Linked DNA regions of Gasterosteus aculeatus: region 1 is linked to region 2. The links are chromatin contacts, called in public Hi-C maps. All regions are on one chromosome and are shown on one strand. Each heading gives the region's core, a stretch centred on a gene start, on an enhancer-like site or on the middle of the called end of the contact. The rest is flanking DNA. Distances are from core to core; before and after follow the strand shown.

Region 1 (5,292 bases), core at 67-2,566, 41 kb before region 2:
TAACTTTAAGTGGCTTGATCGCAAGAATGAGGGCGAGTGGTCTGCCCGAGGTGAATAATGTATGAGACGGCAGTTTAATTACCTGTGATCCATTATTAAAGCAGGCCGGTTGACGGTGGGAGCCTGGGAGGGGCCGACAGGGACGCACTGAGCACCAAATTGTTCAATTGTACGGTGTTGTTTGTCTACATTTCTCTCTCCGAGGTCACTGTTTGACTTTAGATTTGTTACAGTACGTGTTTCCGTATGCAGTTTGCCTCTCTCACGGGGGTCCGTGGTATGTCGCTGCGTAGGACACGTCGATTGTGTTATGCCGACTTTCCGTTTGCTTTGAGTGACTGTTCTCGTCTTGTTGTGCTCCCACTCCGGATGTGTTGCTCATTCTCGAGGCCTGAGCAATCTTCACATGGAGTTCCTTTTAATTGACAAATAGAGAGGATCTCCTTGACAACCAGTCTAAGTAGTCACGGCACTCGTCTTTATCTGACTCAGTGGGTGGAGAACTCGCTTGTCTCTTGTGTGGGCTGCCGGCCAACTCCGTCCCTCTGGCTCCTTTTCTCCCTCCTTCTCCCCCTCGAACACTTATGCAAACTGTTTCTTCCTTCCTGTCCTCCTCATCCTCCTCTTGTGCTTTTCTGAGCGTGTGAGTTTCCTGTTCTCGTCGTTTTAACACCAACCTGGTTATTAAATCTGTGCACAACCACTGCAGGCTGGCAGACAGACGTGATTACTAACCTGCAGGCCGAGCCCTGAAGTCATTGTCTTTAATGCCAGCAGCACATCAAAGGCAGCCCGCCCCACACACCACTTAGCTATTCAGCTTCTTTTGGCCGTTTTAATGTGGCTAATCGGGTTCTCCTTTTGTCCACCAGATGGTGCATATGTCCAAATAACCGGCTGTTGCTAGATCACTACACCATCGCATGACTGTACTTTTTCATTCTGGTACACTGTGTCCTGTGATAGGATCACAGTGCGTTTTGTTTGCAGTCTGAAAACATTTGCACGCCTAGCTTGGTGCATTTGTTCGTCATGTAGTGACTCATATTTCACCGCAATGATACAAATCTGGGCTTGTTTTCCTCTGTTATGTATGTAAGAGGTAATTATGATGTATAATGGTACGAGTGTGTCTTTCTGAATTTTAAGAAATGCTACAATACGGGCTTATATCACTGATCGAATACCAGACAGACAGGCAGAGGGTCAGACAGACGGGCAGATCTAATCTTCCAATGCCAATTAGGACAGAAGAGCACCAGCGGGCCCCTAAGCCCTAACTTCATCACCACATATAGACGGGGTCCCGGGGCGGGGCCTACACAGACCCATCCTCTCTGCTTCCAGTCAGGCCGGTGTGTGGACGTCTCAGGTGGAGCCTTTGGTCTCAGTTTCCCCCGGCAACAGCGAAGAGCGTCCAAGAGGCCGTTGGCCCCTGGTGTGTTCAGGTGCCAGAGGCTGGCTTGGAATACTGGCTCTTTCTTCAGCCGTCGGTAGGGCCGTCGGTGGGTTACAAGGAAGTGTCCCCCCCCCACCTCAGTAACCTGACCCTAAATCACACTGCTGCTGACCCCTTGAATGGCTGCTAGGGCTACATTGATGGTGGATAGTGAAAACAAAAAGGAGAGGTGTGTAAAGTCAGAGGTTATTTCTAAATAATCTTTTCAAAACCGTAAAGTGTCTTTTTTTCTGAATGAGGTAGTCAGGTTAGCCCGGAGCTTTCATCCTGCTGCTGGTCACCTGCTGTGTGATGATGACTGGCTCTTCAGTAGGCGCTGTTGCCGATGTCTTTTATCAGCTTGTTTGTACTGCGGTGGTTAAACTGTGAATGAGTGGAACTGGACCTCTAAAAAACTGTGGCGCTATTTCAAGTTATGGCCGCTGAACCAAAACACTTCCAGGTTTTCTTTGGCATCCCACCATCAACCCCCTGACACCCATTTCAATGAAGTAAATGGCCGTCTTTTACACAAAGACCACCTACATAACGGTGCGGCGTAACCATCCAGGTCTGGCCAGGTTCCACTATTCTATCTATCAAAGACACCCAGTGTATTTCTCCAAATGCAGCTGGCGCAATTAAATCAATGTGGCTATCAGAATTAAAACTTGATGCAGTTGTACATGTTACTTAGAATAGGATGCTCTTCTAATTACCACCATGGTTCCTCTGTTAAAATCAGTGGCTGAAAGAAGCTCAGGCAATCCTTTGTAAATCTGCAGCTCTGCAGAGTGAAGTCAAGTCAAGGATTTTTGAGTACAAATTGTTCTTGAACTGAAAAACAGAGGAAACATTGGCCCAGTGTCCCTGCTGTGAATATAAGCTTGCAATGGTTGAGTTTTTTTCCACTCGAGGATTTCACTTTCAAGAGGAGAGAGAATCCCCTCTCATGACACAAGGCAGGATGGCTCATTTTGTGTAACTAAAAAAAAAAAAGCAATCGGACCACGTAAGCGCATGCTAAGAAAGGTTATCCACCTCATTTCCAACAGCTGTTTCCTCACAGGTTACACCTAAGCCCCCCCCCCCCCGCCGAATCAAAGATGCCAATGTAGCAAGGCGATGCAGGCTGGCGGGTATGTTGCTGAGTGCACAGCTTGAATACCGCGGAGGGCTGTGATGATGTCATCTGCGCGTAAGCTATGGGAGTCGGTCATTCAAGGACAACAAAACAAGGCCGCCAACAGGGATAGTAAATACATTTCAGCACAATTTAGTCCCCCGGAGCTCAATTGGCAGTGTTGAATCCCTAAAATCTGGACCGTGCCCAAGCAGGAACAACAACAACAACAACAACAACACACACACACAGAACTTTGGAATGGCGTGAAAGGAGGACAGCTGCATCGTGGGAGCCGGGACGCCACCTCACAAACCTCCGCTGCCTGCCGCATGACCCTTAGTGGGAACTGAGTGGGAGCCGGTTAACTGCTTTTTGTCTCTGTGTGTTTTTAATTATGACTAAATTCTTCGGGGTAGGAGCCTTTTAGGAAATCCCTCTATTTTCCGCTGAATATGCCACTGCTCTCGTTGCCGTTTCTCTCTCTGGGGCCACAGGCATTGGTCATGCTTTTCCTGTTGCAAGGTGTAAAATGCGCGCACACGTATGATGCAAAGCCAACAGTGACATTTTATAACGTGTGTAGTGGTTTATGCTGCTATTAGCGACGTATTTACTCAGCTGTTTAAGAGTGTTTGCTTAGCAACCACTGGTGTCCGATACAAATAACAGATCATGCTTGCAGTGTTAAATGTGCTTGCTTTGGGTGTGGCCGGACTTATTCTGTTTCAGAGACGTAAGGCGTCATCCCTTTGCATGTACGAACACTATTTTGACACATAGCGTGATTAATAGTGTCCTTTGCACCCGTGCGTAGGCACTCAGGAAGAGATACAAGAGGGAAAGCGTAAGGTTTTGACCCTCAGTTTCAACATGGAGCAGGGAGGGGGGGGGTGGGGGGTGTTGCTCCACGTGTCCGTCTGCATGAAGCTTGCAGAGCAGGTCATTGGCAGTGGAGGAATTGCTAAGACAGGGAGGAGGCAGTATCGTCCATCTGGGGCTGCTGTCATGTGGACAACAGCCCCCACAGCAAGCAGCCTGAGGAGAGCGGTCATGTGGGCCGATGGGGTCTAGCTGGTCCTCTTCACACTCTTGTTTTGAAAGGCAGCCATGCACTCGGACACATACACGCCCGCACTGCTCTCGTGATGTAAGCACCACCGCCCACGAGAGGAAGCTCGGGTGGGTGTCTGTTTTATGTGCTCTGTCCAGTGATTAATGTTAAAAAAAACATCGTTCTACTTGTAAGAAGCTGATCATATCAGCAGGGTGTGAATGACATTATTTAGCACTCATTCTCTTTCTTTCTGTACTCCAGTGGCTGATTGGACTCTAAACTAAATCATCATGTAAATTCCTAAAAGGCTGCAGCGCTACTCAGCTCGATATAAATCCAAATAGTCGGCTCATGCCAGACTGAGACTCCTTTACTTTAGCTAACGGATGGTTTCAGTTTGTCACAACCTGGGTCCTATTTTTGTAGCATTGACCGTCACTCATCCTGCTAATGATAAAGCTCAAAGTCTCTGCAGATGTCTGGGTCATCTCTAAAATAAAAACACAAATGGAAGGCACCAAGGAAAATGGACAAGGACAAATTTATGTGGAAGAGAAAACAAAAGCCAATGGTAAAATCTTTACCCACGCTGTGTGTTGTGAATCACATTACGGCCTGACTTGTTTCTGTGACTCAACATTTAAAGTGTTCTCGGAGTATTATCTCTAGAGATCGCAAAGATCCCATGAAAACCCATTTCAGAATTATGAATTAATTCTTGACGTGGAAAACACACATTTTTCAAAGTGGCCCGATCAATCATCAATCAGCTATTCTTACACTTACAGTACTCAATAGTATCACATAATCTTCCTCGGTGGACGGAGTTGTCATGGAATTGTAGATGTTAAAATGTCCAATTTGTCTGATGCCCTTAAAGACATCTTATCCCTGTTTGTTGAAAAAATCCAACCTTAAATTGAAAACTCACTGATTCGGAGCTTTTGATTGTATTGATATGATTCCAGATCCAGAATAGCTTCAACCCACATTGTAATTTTCTTCAGTCACGTCCTCATGGGAAAAAGTACATAGAGTGGTTACACTTGACCAGAGATGCCACTACAGTGTACTTTAGCCCATGCAGACAGGCCTCTGAGATAGTCAACATGGCATTACTCTGGTTCTATTTGTGAGGGAGCGGGTGGCGTGAGACGTAGACCCTGGTGGTAAAGCCAGACCAAACTAACCTTCGGATAATCTCATCTCTTCCAGCTGTTATCCCCCTGACCGACTCTGAGCACAAGCTGCTGGCACTCCATTTTGCCGTGGACCCCGGCAGGGACTGGGAGTGGGGGAGGGACGACAATGATAATACCCTGCTAGCCAAGTAAGTCCCGTTGAGCCTATGGCAGGTTGTTGATGCTCATCAACAAAGCGCACAGTGACGCTGACTGCGGTGCTCCCACGCAGATGGAAAACAGTGCAGGCTAAGGCAGTTCTGTTTAGTCAACCTGCTGGGCGGTACGTGGGGGATTCAACCCTCTAATTATGAGTCTGTGAGCTCAGGTGACGTTAAAGAGTGAGCAGAGGGGGAACAAATGGTGAGACACGTCAGTCGTCCATAAGGGTTTCCAAGGAAGGGCTTCACCAGAGCAGCAACACAGTTTATGTGAGGGTTTGCATTCCTGTCCGTCAAGGGGTCAGCGAAACATTTAACAGTTCACCTAAAGA
Region 2 (4,843 bases), core at 824-3,323:
AGCTGAGCCCGGGACTCAACAGCCCCTCCTCCACCGAGTAAGATCTGCTCCACTGCTCCCTGGGAAAGGCTTACGTGCCCCCCCCCTCTTCCTCCTCCAACACTGCAAACACAAACGTGTACGTTTATGAAACTGCTCTATTCACTACACTATGACACACTGAGAAATGGAGTGAGTGGTTGGAGTACCTTCCTGAAGGTCAGGAGAGACCCGTTTTACAGCCCCGCTGCAGCGCATGGATTCCCTGTTAACCTTTTTGTGGGCACCAGGTCAACGCTGAAAAGGACTTAAGCGAGCATGTGCTATCTGAGGAGCGAAATAGAGATAAGTACGCTGGCTGGCCGTTCAGCGGCGGCACGCGAGAGGTTCATGGAATGCATTTCTCCCGGGGGACAGGTTTCCAGGAACAGTCTTGCTCTTGTGGTGTGCAACGAGTCAGTCCGAGCTGAAGCGGACAGCCAGGGGGGGGGTGCACAAGACTACTCTGGTGCTCATGAGTGAAGCTGTTTCCACAAGTGGATCTGGTCTGCCACGCCCAATTACCTTAAAATCCATTTTGTGCTGACAGGAGAGTAGAGAGGGGACCACTCCTATACACACATAGACGACAGCAGTGATATCCTCGTAAGTCGGGACCTCGCTCAACACTGCTGCCTATTTACCCGTCACCACATTCTGGCCCCTCCTGAGCTCCAGACATTGTAAACATCCTTTTTCTGAGAGACTCGTGACACAGGGGGCTTCCTCCTTTACCTTGAAAAGACTTTTGTGTGACTTTTACACACATTTCACTTATATTACCTGCTCATTAAAACATGTTTGAAAACCAGAATTTTTGTTTTGACAAGAAGAAGCCATGTCGTTTTTAACGTGAGAAGAGTACATATTTGAATTACGCGTCTGCTCCGCTTGACAGCGTGGATACAGCAGACCGTCAACATATTTCAGTTCCATTTCTATTTAACACACAATGCAGTTTGGCATCAGTAAATTAAGTAAATAGGAAAAAAGTGCTTAAGGAATGGTTTAAAAAAATACTGATTGAGCAATAAAACCATTGGAAAGTAACTGACAATGAAGCTTTATATTTATAAAATAATCCAAACATGAAAAAAATGTAATTATTCTGTTACAATGTTTTATACTACTGTAGGAAGAAGTTCAATGCAGCAAAAATACACAAAAAAATACAAATGTCTCTTTTGTGTTCTTTAAGAGTTAAGGTTACGGCACATCAGGTTTTTGATGTCCGTGACTGTCAATATATATTGTTGGGATTGATTGGGTTGACGGTGGCACATGGAGTAGAGTATGAGGAGCCGTTTAGGACTTAACTACTGAGACACTCTCACGCATCCTAATGAAACTGAGACACTCTTACGTTCGCTATTGAAATGCTCTCGCGCACATTACTTTTACTCTTTTACTCCTACGCGTACTAATGAAACACTTGTGTGCATCTCACTGGTGTGTGTGAGTGAAATCTCATTGGTGTGTATGAGTGAAATCTCATATGAGAGGGTACGCTGAGAAGCTCAAGGTTGGTGGTTCGAACCCTGGCTCCCCCATGTCCCATGTCAAAGTGTCCCTGAGCAATACACCGATTCCCTAATTGCTCCCTGGGCAAAAATGTAAAAACCATGGGTTAAAAATGCAATTTAAGTCTCTTTTCATAAAAGGGTCAGCTAAATTACCTGTATGTATATATATATATACGTGCCCCCCCCCCCAGAGGTTGAAAGACATACAAATCAAGTGTAACGCCTCATACGTGGTTGTTATGTGGGGAGCACAAGGAGCTGTGGAAATGCAAAAAGCAGCAGGAACATGCGCTAACATGACCGTTTCGGCAGTGCATTTGGTCTGTGGAGACAGACGAAGCGTCAACACTCACACATCGGTGGCACGTTGTTGTCCCCCCTGTACACATGTGACTTTTTTAAACACATCTTTGTCCAGCTTCGTGCTAGTCATTATCAGTTGAATGTGTTTGTCCTCTTCTGCAGGGCCGAGGGAACGAACACACCTGGGGAACCGAGCTCTCAGGTGAGGGCGTGGTCTGTTTCCCTAGCAACAAGGAGAAACAGTGGCCGCTCACCGTGTCAGAAACACGCACCTTTTATTGTTTTGTTACTGTACGTCATGGCTGATTACCTTGATAAAAAAAAGTGCACACACAAAAGCGAAAGAAACTAGTTTGTTGTAGGAGGTTTTTTTCCAAGCAAGTGAAACACGTCCTCTTCCTTGAAGAGTGTCTGCTTCTCGAGTTTCACACGTGGAAGTCGTTTCACCCTGCTTTCCAGCTGTTGTTTTTATCCCATCCGGCTTATGTGATGACATTATTCACACAAGACTTTGACAAATTATCATGTTAAACAACCAAAGGTAAATTGAGCTTAATACAGCAGAGCAGAAGCCTGAAATGAAACTGGAAACTAGCATGCCATGATGTTTCCCTCTGTGTCGAGCGTGCAGATTTCTTATCCCGGTTCTAGCTGAGGTTATGACCTTTGAGACAAATTAATTATAGAGTCAAAACACAAACTGACGCCCTGTGACCCCCATGGTCAGAGAGACATTCGTTTATAAGCTCCTTGGCCGTTCAAGAGGTCAGAGCGCCCTCCTGTGGAGCAAACTGGGAATGAATTGTTCCAAGTACTTTTAGATTTGTAGTGTTTGAGGTACAGTATGTAGCTGATATATACTGCTGCTGCTACCAGAATTGTACCTTCACCGTCCCCCCACATAGAGTCAGGCACATGGGCGAGCTATTCCTACAGTACTAACTGGAAAGCTCACACCTCATCTGCCACAGATATGGTCATATCCGGTTGGATCTTTTTTCAATTTGATCTATCTTCAGTTAAACTATGTAATGTCAACAACTTTGGGTTGTGGCAAGATTCTGTAGTTTCCAATACCTCCTATTACAAATCGGCAAAGGGCGCCAAACTTCTTTTCTCTCCAGCATTAATGATGTTACAGATATCCATGACGTGACATACATCGTTCATATAACGCAACACACAGTTGCGCTTATAGTGAAGAGTTTTCATATTCATTGGTCACACGAGACTTGTTGAAAACAATATCAGTTGTTAAAAAACAATATTACGTGTTTTTTCTGCTCCGTTGAGTGCTATTACTCCTCCTAGAGCCGAATAATCTCTAAAGCCTCAGCCGTGGATAAAGCTCATATGTGTCTGCTTACTAGGAGAAATGGTCCTTATCCTCATCCATTCTTAGGAGGAGACAACGTTGAGACACTTGGTTGGGATGGAGTAGGGAAAAAATAATAATTCATGGACAACACTAAGTTTGAAATAAAGAGAAGTGGAAACTGTCCTTCTTTCCTCACTGTTCCAATGTGTTTCTGTGAGCTCCACTTTTTGATTTTATTCATCCACATGAATCCTGCTGTTCAGTTATCCAACACGTGCTGCGACGACAACATGTGTAGAAATGGTTATCTCAAAGTTTAAAAAGATTACAAATGTGTAGTTTTAAATAATTGTTTAATTATTGTTTAGTCAGCCGGTGGCAAAACAAGTCATTGCAGTGTGTGGTGTGCGGCATTTTATTGTCCGAAAGTCAAGTTAAAAAACATCCAAGCAGGCGAAGCGATACATGCTGTGCAACGATGCAATAAAGTGCGCTGTAGAATACGGTCAACAAAAAGTATCGTCTCCCAACTCACCCCCATGTCCATACAACCATCCCTCTGCCTAGGTGCCTACACTCATTCATAAACCACTGCACCCCTGCCCACGTGACTGTGATGCTAATTACATTTCAAAATTTAAAAAAGTACCAACACTCACACGCAGGAAGTGGCAGACTGCCGCTACATCCCAGCCCCTAAATATAACACTGTAGTAATTACAAAAAACACCATAAAACATACATCAAACGAATGCTCATGATTAATATTCCAGTAAGGGTTTGTAGTCATCTTCTTTCACGACGAGTCTAGTCTAGGCCAGAGGTTCAAGCACTTAGCCTGTCAAGGTGATCTTTACCACCACCTTTTGTCGTGTGAGTAGATAAGTCAGTCAAAAGTAATTGTCTCTTCAGACCTCTGCTTCCAGTAGCAAACAGACTTTGGTTATTGGCCTATCTAAACAATTGGTCTTAGTCTTGATGAGTAGCCTTCGTACTAGTCCTTTTCTGTCTGGAAAGGTTTGAATTACCTTTCCCATGACCGAGGAATTACGAGATGCTGTCTCGTCCACAATGAGCACTATATCTCCAATCACGAAGTTGCGTTTCACGCCAGTCCACTTCTGGCGTTCCTGGAGCTGCGTCAAGTACTCCTGGACCCATTGCTTCCAGAACAGATCGGACATGTACTGGACTTGCTTCCAGCGGCGACAAGTGTAGAGGTCGTCCTTCTGAAACTCCCCTGGTGGTAGAGATGGGGATGTTTTCAGCAGCAACAAATGATTGGGGGTCAATGCCTCCAAATCATTAGGATCGGGAGAAGAGTTGGTGAGCGGACAACCATTAATGATGACTCAGAGTTATATATTTCACAGAGAACGGTATGAAATCCGTCCTCATCAAGATTCTGTACCTTAAAGGTAGAATTGAGAACTTTACGTATGGATCTTATCAATCTTTCCCAAACTCCCCCATGATGTGAACCAGTAGGAGGATTAAAGTTCCACTTGATACCTTTCTGTAGAAGAATGTCATTAATCGGAGCATGATTCCAGACTTCAATAGCCTCCCTCAGCTCACTCCAACGAAGTTTGTTCCATTATCCGAGCATATTTGCTGGACTTGGCCGCGCCTTGCTACAAAACGTCGCAGTGCATTGATAAAAGCACTGGTATCCAAACAA

What was found. Hi-C and Micro-C count contacts between places; a contact is called where the count stands out from the background.
Region 1: a Hi-C map of skeletal muscle shows a contact between it and region 2, with 7 times the contacts expected there. The contact joins two enhancer-like sites. A contact is called at or near these places in 6 of 6 Hi-C or Micro-C datasets (blood and trunk muscle, liver, skeletal muscle and 2 more).

What each region holds. Positions count from the first base shown.
Region 1 is chrX:13,237,020-13,242,311 of fGasAcu3.hap1.1, reverse strand. LOC120808614 (OTU domain-containing protein 7A) reads left to right here. Exons shown (of 13, transcript XM_078082813.1): 11 at 4,834-4,948. Among protein-coding and RNA genes, the nearest start is that of LOC120808613, 23 kb to the left of the region's middle. Within about 2 kb of position 1,316, at least 1 of the 9 cell types and tissues checked has open chromatin away from gene starts, as enhancers often do.
Region 2 is chrX:13,197,116-13,201,958 of fGasAcu3.hap1.1, reverse strand. It overlaps LOC120808754 (a long non-coding RNA gene), which reads right to left. Exons shown (of 6, transcript XR_013451157.1): 6 at 3,499-4,402. Among protein-coding and RNA genes, the nearest start is that of LOC120808754, 8.0 kb to the right of the region's middle. Within about 2 kb of position 2,073, at least 3 of the 9 cell types and tissues checked have open chromatin away from gene starts, as enhancers often do.